Linked DNA regions of Mus musculus: region 2 is linked to region 1. Evidence: chromatin contacts called from public Hi-C data. All regions are on one chromosome and are shown on one strand. Each heading gives the region's core, a stretch centred on a gene start, on an enhancer-like site or on the middle of the called end of the contact. The rest is flanking DNA. Distances are from core to core; before and after follow the strand shown.

The links. Hi-C and Micro-C count contacts between places; a contact is called where the count stands out from the background.
Region 2: a Hi-C map of uterus shows a contact between it and region 1, with 7 times the contacts expected there. The contact joins two enhancer-like sites. A contact is called at or near these places in 9 of 39 promoter capture datasets (3T3-L1-derived adipocytes, embryonic stem cells, liver and 3 more), 15 of 484 Hi-C or Micro-C datasets (LSK cells, Th1 cells, cardiomyocytes and 5 more), 9 of 115 datasets of contacts at active chromatin or transcription factors (bone marrow-derived macrophages, embryonic basal ganglia, embryonic hindbrain and 4 more) and 1 of 9 other capture datasets (embryonic stem cells).

The regions. Positions count from the first base shown.
Region 1 is chr2:115,561,689-115,566,648 of GRCm38.p6, reverse strand. No RefSeq gene overlaps it. Among named protein-coding and RNA genes, the nearest start is that of Gm39911, 13 kb to the right of the region's middle. Within about 2 kb of position 2,813, at least 7 of the 459 cell types and tissues checked have an H3K27ac peak or open chromatin away from gene starts, as enhancers often do. A contact at or near this core is called in uterus, where this site is marked.
Region 2 is chr2:115,858,056-115,863,015 of GRCm38.p6, reverse strand. It overlaps Meis2 (Meis homeobox 2), which reads left to right. Exons shown (of 12, transcript NM_001159568.1): 12 at 1-1,752. Among named protein-coding and RNA genes, the nearest start is that of Gm31590, 54 kb to the right of the region's middle. Within about 2 kb of position 2,690, at least 72 of the 459 cell types and tissues checked have an H3K27ac peak or open chromatin away from gene starts, as enhancers often do. A contact at or near this core is called in uterus, where this site is marked.

The sequences.
Region 1 (4,960 bases), core at 1,564-4,063:
ATGCTGTTCCATAGAAGCTGAATTTTAGGTCCTGGTTGTTCAGGTATAGAGCTGTGGGTATTTTGGTAAATTACTTAACCTCTCCATTGCATGTGTCTATCTCTAACCATAATGTGAATTAATAGTATCTACTTAGTTGATCAAACATCAGACCTTGGAAGATAGATCAGCTAGTAATTTCAATGTGCTTACTTACTGAAGTAAGTTTTTTTTTTTTTTTTCTGCTTTTAACAATCTAATTCTTATCTGGCTTTTTTTTTTTTGTTATTGTTGTTGTTCAGTCTAAAAGTTCATCAATTTCTCTTAATCTTTTCAAATAACTTCTTTGACGGTTGAGAGAATAAGAGATTTCACTGTAGCCTTCGCTGGTCTGGAACTCACTATATCAACTTAGCTAGCCTTGAATTTGTAGAGATCCTCCTGCCTCTGCCTCTGGAATGCTTAAAGAACTTTATTTTTATTTATTTTTCACTCTTCTCTATTTATTCTCAACTCTAATATTTTTATTCTTTTTCTCCTTCTTGTGTCCTGGTTATCTGTCCTCTCTTAATTTCTTGACTTGGGAAGTTAGCTCATTGACAAAAGGTCTTATTTGATAACACTGTTTGCAGTTATGTATTTCTCTCTGAACACTGCTTTTCCTATGTTTCCTAAATTTTAGCATGTTTCATTTCAAAGTATTTTTTAAATTTTCTTTTGTTGAAGAGGGGAAACTGATGTAGAGGAGAGATGTGAACTTCAAATTTACAGAGGCCTAACTTTGAGTATGGATAAAAATGACTTTGGTGCTTAGGGGTCTTTGAATGGATGTGAGAAAGGACATAGTTTTTCCATATTACACATGTAGACCACAGAGAAAGTCTTGTGCGCGCCCAACTCGACCATCAAGAACGACGCTGCAACAGGAACCTTCTGCACACGTTTATTGGGAGAGCTTGATTGCAGAGGCGAAGAGACCCCGAGCCCGGAACTGGTGCTGCTTATATAGGCCTAGGAGAGGCATGTCTCACACCCGGATTGGTTATGCACTAAGCCTCATTTGCATGTTCCTCATCTGATTGGCTACTCTCTCTCTCTCTATACCTCACAGAGCCTCATTATCATACCTAATTTACATGTCTCACATCTGATTGGTTATACTCTCAAAGCCTCATTATCATACCCGAGCCAGGCAGTGTCTTTGCAAAAAACTTTACTGCATATGTACACATTGGTTGTTTGTCCAAACTTATGTGTGGTGGCCAGCAGTAGTCAGTGCCACTCTGCAACGGCACATGTGGCTTCCCACAAGAAAGGAATGGGTTTGACCTTAACCAAAAGCAACATAATGGAATGGTAAGAGCTTTTAAAAATCTATTCAAGGGTAGATTTCTTCTATTCAACTTGTAGCTGATTTATGTCTTTAATTTATTGCTTTCTCATCAACAGTGTGAAAATTAGACACACTTGTTGGATGAAAGGTGATAATTCCATAGAGTGAAACATGGCAACATTTTGCCTAGAATGTGATTCTAATTCCTCACCGAGGAGCAGAACCACACTCATAGAGCCCAGAAAGATAAGCAGGCTGAGAGGCTACTGATGCCACAGCTTGCTTGCTTTCTTTCTTTCTTTCTTTCTTTCTTTCTTTCTTTCTTTCTTTCTTTCTTTCTTTCTTCCTATTTCAATTTAAAAAAAAAGTTCATATGTCTTTCTGCACAGATGTCTGTGCACCAGATGTGCACCAAGTGCCAGTGCATGTCAAAAGAGGGCATTGTGTTTGTGAACCATTATGTGGGTGCTGAGACTCAAATCTGGGTTCTCTCCAAGAATAGCCAGTACTTTCAACCACAGGGCTGCCTCTCCAGCCCCACTTTCTTTTTCCTTTATCACAGTTATTATGCAGGCAGTACACAATTAGACTGACTAGTGGAAGGAGCCCCATTCTGTTGGACCATAATATGGATTGAAAAGATAGTGTGGCTTCCCTCATTAAGACAAGCTATGATGTATGACACTAATTTCCTGAAAATAAACAAATAGTTACTAAATTCTTAATTTCCCCTGCTCTAGGTTCTTAATGAAAGTTTAACTTTCAATAACTGAAGTCTTCAAGAAGAGCAAAAATCTACCAGGTTCAACCACGTGCTCAATATTGTACTGCTCTGGGGCTGGCCAGGTGGCTCAATGGTTAACAGCATGAAATTCTCTACTGGAAGACCTGAGTTCAGTTCCTAGCATCCATGTGGGTAGTTCACAACTGCCTCTATTTCTGGTTCCAGGGCATCTGGTGCCCTCTTTTGGCTTTTGCTGGTACTGTGCACCTGCGTGAGTGCACACACACACAAAGAGAGAGAGAGAGGGAGAGAGAGAGAGAGAGAGAGAGAGAGAGAGAGAGAGAGAGAGAGGAAAAGGAGAGGACATAGAGAGGCACCACAGAGAAACACACAAAGAGACAGAGACAGAAAGAAGATAGGTATATACATAATTTAAAAATAAAAATTAACAACAACAACAACAAAAAGCTGCAAATATCTCTAAGCCCCAGCTAGTTCTCCTTTCCTTGCCTTTCCTTTATTTTCAATTCCATCTTCCCCATCTGGACCAGGTCATTCCCACCTGTAAATCTTTATAGTGCTTTGTTTATACTTTTCTCATGGCTTCTACACTTTTCTGTGAGTCATAAGGGCTATTTGGGCCCTTTTGTTGTTTCCCTGAGTGGATAATAAATTCCTGGAATTTATTCCTTGAAAGGAGGGACACTAGCATCCATCACAGTGTCCATCAGGACTGATTTTGGCCTTGCACAGTAGGGATGTTTAATTACTTCACAAAATAACGAGGCTGAAAATAGATGACAGTTTAACGACTTCTTAAAAGGCCCAAGTCCGATTTTCTCTTTACCATACTTGGTGCATTAGATTTTTATTTTCTTGCTTGTTAATTCACAGTTGTAAGATGGCTGTCCCAGAAGCAGGCATCTGGTTATTGTTCAAGACAAGAAGAGGGCAGAGAGGCAGCACTGCTGAGTCATCTGCTCATGTCTTCCCTTCCTTACAAGACAGAAAGGGAATCTTGCATAGAGAGTCTGATCAGCACCTCGTTCCATGGCTTCAACCCGCGTCTTTTCTCCAGAGTATGACTCAAGTTTCCACATGTGCTCAGTTTCTGCTAAAGAGATTTTGACTTTGGTCTTGGTGGAGGTTGTTTTGCTTTTGTTTTGTTTTGTTTTGTTTTGTTTGTTTTGTTTTGTTTTGTTTTCTGTGGCAGGGTCTTACTAGATAGCCCAACTGACTGCCTTAGACTTTACTGTGAATTCTAGGCTGGCTTCAAATGTGCAGTCTTTCTACCTCATGTCCACAAGGTCTGAGAGTACAGGTATGGTCCATCTCAGAGCATAACGCTCAGCTTGCCAGAACTGTAACTGAAGACTTGGACGGTCTCTATAAAGCCTTCCCAACACTCACAGTCTCCTGGATGCTAAACAAAGAACCAGAAGGCAGGCTCCTCACTTGGATGCCGGGGATCCTAATCCAGAGGAGTGTGGCCTTTTCCTCCTCACCTTCATAGCACCAGGAATTTAAACTCATGCCTCACCTCAACAAAGGTACAAATTTCATGATAGGGCTGACCTTCAGGAATGCTTACAGTCTGTCATTCTGTCCACTGTTAAGAATATGGACACTAACAGCCTCCCTTAGCTTCTTTTGTGACAGACAAAGAAGACCATACATGATCCCCATGGAATTATTACCTCCATGAGCGTCTCTGTCGATAGATGACTTTCATACCCAAGCACATGTTTAGTTACAGTTCTCAGGGTGTCAACAATAGGTTGATTAAACCTTAAATATGTTTCAGGTGAACACCATTTCACCCCGTACTTCAGTACAAATTGTGAGTCAATTATTTATGAGTGGAGCCCAATTTGTTTAAACCTCATTGACCTTTGATACAGTTATGACATATGTCTTGACTTGATTCTCCCCTCTATTGATTTGGTCTGGAAAAGGAAGACAAGAGGTGAAGTGGCCCCTCGGGGTAAGCTGAAATTGTAGGTTACAGCCATGTTAAATTGCTTTAGTATACTTGGTGTCCTTTGGAGTAGGAAAATGAAGCAATAAAGTAGGTTGATGTGAGTAATTCTTGTTTTTAAAAGGACCTTGAAGTGCTCTTAACAATATCACGGATTTGATAAGATCTGCTTCAGACTTCTTAATTTAGAATGAACATAAAGATGGCAAAGCCAAAGGAATGTTGAAATACTGGTGCTGTGCTAACAGCATCTAAGCTGGGTCCATGGGAGATAACTGGTGGGAATGCCTCACTATTGTCTGCCATGCATGGGGAAAATAACACAGCAGTCACCAACAGGAATTTCCTGGGGGGCATATCCAGGTGTACAGAATAGTTAGAAGGGCTTTTGCTCATTATTTACATGCCATCAAGTTCAGGCAGTGCTCAAAGTTGAGCAATTTTTCAAAATTTAGAATGTTAATTTTTGTGACAGCTAAACCTATTAAACCTGAATGTTCCCAACCTTCTCCTTCTCCCTCCCGCCACCCCATCTCCGACTGTCAGTGGTTACCGAGGAGCAGATGGGCTAAGTGAGGAAGGAGAGAATACAGGCAGACAACGGTAGTGTACACAGGAGGGAGGAGCACCAGAGACTGGAGAAAAGCGTAGACCTTGTTTGGAGATAAGAGTAGAGAAAAAAAATGTTAATATAAACCTGACATGGGGCATAGTATTAGGATGTTTAGAAAAAAAGGAGAAAAGGAATGGAGATATGTTTCATCCAGTGAGACACAGAAAGATTATTTCAAAAGATAATTTCAGATATGTGTGGCTTGTTTTGAGTGTATTAGTTACTTGTTTGTTTATTTGTTTATTTATTTACTTATTTTACTAACTTTGGATGTATACGTATGCTGTTATCATTCCTTTTGAAATTTGTGTGTGTGTGTGTGTGTGTGTGCAC
Region 2 (4,960 bases), core at 1,441-3,940, 300 kb before region 1:
GGGCACTGATGAAAGTACCTGATGGTCTCCCACCACCCCCCCCCCCAAGGAAGTTGAGCATATTTAAGATGTAACTTAGCAGCATCTGTAGCTTTTCATTGTGTGTTTGGACTCTTAGGTTTCATCAACAGAAAACTTCCAAAGGTATGAAATTACTTGTGTTATATCCAGCTTGAGAGATCACCTTCAAAAGGCCCAGCCTATCTTATTATAGCTGCATGATGTTTTTAAAAGCAGTTGCAGATTAAACTTTTGCCTATGTACCCACCAGTAGAATAAAGGGTTTATTCCATGTTAATTTTATATCATAAGAAGTTATGTGTGTGCTCAAACATGATTTATCTGTACTCTATCTTACTCAAATACTGTTGACTCTGTACATTAAAGCTCATATATGATGTCTATAGATAAGTAAACACTTTCTATGGAGTTGGGAATTCTAAGCTTAAAAGAGTGCTTAAGCATTAATATTTAGTACAAATAATACAGTGGTATCTTTCTAATAAGGTTGCTTTCTCCATGTGCAGGGATGCAAGTATGATAGTCTGGTGCCTCAAAAATTTTTTTTTCATAAAAAAAAAGAAAAGAAAAAAAAAAGAGATACTTTGATAGCATTTTCAAAGCTTTACTTGGTAATCTAGAGCCACAAGCTTGTTGATGTTGCAGTGTCTACTAAAGTGTGCAAAATGTAGCCGCTTAAGATAGCTGCACACTCAAAGAGTTTCCAAATAAACACACAGCTGAGGCTTTCCTAACTCCTAAATGTTGACGCCTCCATCTAAAGGGGAGGATAAATAGGAGATGGAGAGATGATTTGATTTGGTAGGGAAGAGCTCACTAGTCATACAAACTTCCACTTGGAAGCACTCCATAGTGGCCTCTCAGGCAAACCCTTCCCTGTTTCCTTGTTAGGCAGCCTTAATGGAAGCACTACATATGAATGAGCAAGGATATAAATTGCTATTGTTTTCTTTTATATTGTTAAGTAAAATTTTTATAAGTGCATTTATCACTTTAATTAGTGCACTGCTCTTTAAACCTAGAAATAGCAGTGTTTGACACAAACACACTGATCTTGTAAAATACATAGAGCCTCCCTCCCTCTCATTATCCCTGTTCCATGCTACATGGAATCTTTCTGTAAAATTTAAATATTTGCATATGTTTGCTTTAAATGCTCTGATGTAAACTCTGACAAGTTCCTCATTTATAAACTTACTCTCATATCAGTTGAAAGGGGAAAAATTATATTGGCAGCTTTTCTCTCATTGCTCTCCATAAGGTAATTGCTGAAGGGTTTCCTTGGTCACAAGCTCACGTTTATAAAAAGTATTTTATGGAGTTATTACTCCAGGAAGGGTACAGCCAGAGTGGTTGAGCCTTCGTTTGAATTCACAGACTCATCGTGAGCTTAGTATCTTGGCCAATCTGTATCCTATCATGCTAATTTTAACCTTAGATATTTGGAGATGAGTGATAATTGTGGTAATATCTATGTATTTTCTTACCCCACCCCCACCCCATTCTATGACAGAGGGATGATGAATTTATCCAGTTTTTATAGTGCTTTTTATACCACCTCAGAAGGCGCTTGCTCCTATCTCGGGTTTACTATTTAGTATAAAGAGTTCCGATTTGGGTATATTTAAGAAAGACTCAGCTGTCAAACGCAAAGAAACTGGGAATGGTGTTTTGACAACCATATAGTGTTAAAGGAAATACTGTAGTCTGAATAAAATTGCTTATGTTCTCCAAAACAAGAGTAATATAAAAACACTTTTTTATTTATATGGAAAAGCAAAAGCAGAAATAAACTCCAAAGGTTTCCCTTTCTTCAAGAAATTCCGAGAGAGAGCTGCAGTCGCCATCTGTTAAGGGTTGGGAATTGAGCAAGAAGCCACATTTAAAAGAGAAAGAAAAGTCCAGAAGAGGCTGTGTCTTCCACGCTGTTCTCCCTCTCCCCCGCTAACCTCGGGTCAGCACCCGAACCCCCACACCAGCTCCCTAGATGGGTCTGTCCAGCCCATCAAGGTCCTCCTCGCCGGCTGGCCCTCCCACTCCCGCGGGCCTGTTAACCCGGAGCAGATCCGGGAAGGGAAATGTGGCTAATATCTCTAGCAGCTGTCAAAAGGAGGGTCCTTCCTTCAAAGGGATCCTCCGCAAATTCTCCATTAGTCTTGCAGGCCAGCAATTTGATAAGGAACCTGGACCTCTGCTACAAGTCTCCACTTTGCCAGAAGGTCCTCTTTCGAGCTGTTTAAATGGCCGAGTGGCCCGAACTAAGCGGTCACCCTGTGGTCCAGGGACAGGGGAGTTGTGGCACAAGCCAAGAACAAGGAGGATCATGCCTGTGGTCGTGCGTGCAGACGGCCTCCCCGTCGCGAGTGTGTTTGTTGTATGGACGAACCTGCTGCAAACGGATGGAGGGGGACAAGCAACCGTGGTGGTTTTTTTGTTTTTGTTTTTGTTTTTTTTTTTTTCAGTGATCAACTTCGGGCGTCGTGCGCGTGGGGAGCCCCCCCGCAGTCCCAGCGGGGCTGGAGAAAGGTGCAGCGCTGGACTCTGCGGTCAAATCGTGATGAGAATGGGGACCGTCGGGGCAGTGTTTGAAGGGAGGTTTTAATATTAATAGTTTCGCTGTAGAGACAGAAGGGAGATTGCGTCTACTGCTCCTCCGGGCAGACTCTGGGTGACAGGAATGATGGATGATCCGGCAGAGCCCAGCGGCCCCTCCCCTCCAGCCCCAACAGTGTCAAAGCTACTTTAGCTGAGGCTTTAGAAATAAAATAAATAAACAGCATCGCCCCCTTCTCTTCGCACCACCGCCCTACCCCCACTTTCCGACACCGATTTATGGATCATTATGAATCAATTACCGTTCTCAATACTTTCCCATTGGCTTAAATAAAACAGTGGAAAGATAAAAACGCGGGGTTCGGTGGGGGAATTTTTTTCCCCCTGACAGGAACAATCACAAAATCCATTATCTCATAATCAGAGGCTCTGGGTTAGGAGGTGAAGAGAAAAGAAGGGGTCACTCAGGAAATAACACAGGAGCGCCAGAGGGGAGGTGTCGCCCAGTCTCTGCCTTTGTGGTATTTGGTTTTGTTTGTTGTGTGTTTGAGGTGTTTTGAACGCAGGGGAGGGGGGCTGCGCGTGAGAATTCGCCGTCTGCAAGTTGATGGCCTGACCCTTAAACTCCTTTGCCAATCCTCCTTCAGGGTGTGCCTGGCCAAGCATCTCTTGGTAGCCTGGAGTGAGTTCGCACGTGGGAGAAAGGTGTGGAGGAGGAATGGACTGACCGGTCTGCAGGGCAGATTTGCACTTTGTTGTAGGCAACTCTGCTTGGGCAGCTGGGGGGCCCCGTGGGGATAGTCCCCCCTCCCGCCACTCCGCCTGTCCCGCATGGGGCTGGCTGGTTTTGTCTTGCAACAGTTTGGGATCTGGACAAGCCCCCTCTCCTGCCCCCACCTCGCCGCCCGAGGCTTTTCTTCCCTCTCCGGCCTCTGGCTGGGCGGCGCTCTAGGTCCTTGTAGGTGTTTCTATGACTACATTGTGTGTGTGGGAGGGTCAGATGTGGGGGTTGCCCGAGAGAGGGCCGTTCCTGGGCGGTCATTTATCAATGTCACCCACATAATGATTCTCTCTGCAGCGTCCTATTGATGAGGATAATTACATTAGCTCAGAGTGACTGATCAATGAAAAACCACCACACAAAAACTTCTTCACTCCTCTATAATACCAAAAACCGATACAGAAATAACAGAAAGTCTGATTTTCTTCCCCTCCTCTATCCACCAATGGATTCTGTACACCCCGCCCCCTCCCCAAGACCCGGGAATAAAGTAACAAAATAGACCTAGGTTTGTTTCGTTCACAGAGGATGCAATTTTGCCTGTGAATGCATTTGCTCTAAATGCGTTGGCTTCGTTCCTCCTTCGGTAAAGAATATCAACGGATTTGCTACCGTGAGTGGCTTTTAGACTGGTCTGTGGTTTTCCGTTCTTTTTATTTCTTTTCTCCCCATTGGACCTTTCTCCCCTACTTCAAAAAAAAAAAAAAAAAAGAAGATAGACAATTCTTTTTATACATAAACGGAAAATAAAATTATTCTAGATCCTTTCTCTAGATCTTTTTTAAATAAAGCATTTGCCTTGATCGGGTTACCTTTTTGTCTTTATCACTTCACAAAGTAGGGCAATTAAAGATGTGACGTTGTGTGTGGATTAAGAGTGGATCCATTATATGGCGACATAACTCGCTATATTCTCGCCTAAAAGTTTGCCACTAAATTACGATTTCGCTTTTTCTAGACTTGAAAATCAATATCTTCTCAATTAAAGAGAATTTTAATGCTTTACTTGCGAGTTGTTAAAGGCGCTGTAAATTTTATTGTAATGTTTCTTAGCCTCGGAGTAGATCCAAGAGACGTTGATTCTCCGGGTCTTTTTCGTCTAGCCAGGAACCTTCCACTGGTTTCTGATGAAATACCAGCTACAAAGGTAAGCAGAGTTCCGCAGGGGATCGGGCACTGGGAGGGAGCCCTCCATGGCCAGAGGCCATTGTCTGGAGTATTTCCACCTCTCTGTGTCCCACCTCCCTCAAATGACAGAAGTGTTCATTTAATCTTTCTCAGAGGCAAGCACAAGAGACTCCCATCTGCTCTGGGACAACCAGAAAAAGAGGTGCATTTCGGAAAGATTCTAGACTCTTCCCAGTGCCCCAACCCCTTTTCCTTAAAGTGTACCTCAGAAAGACCCTTTCACAAAATCTGCCATATTTGACATGTCCCCAGCCTCTGTGTCCCAATTCGCTAGCCACCCTCAGGGGCACACTGCTTACAGATGGTTTCTCCTTCCACTGGCTCTTCCTAGTAAAAGTTCTCTTCCCGGTAAAAGTTCTTGGAGAGAATTAAATGTGTTGTGTTAATAACCCAGTTCTGCTACTGCTCTCTCCTGCA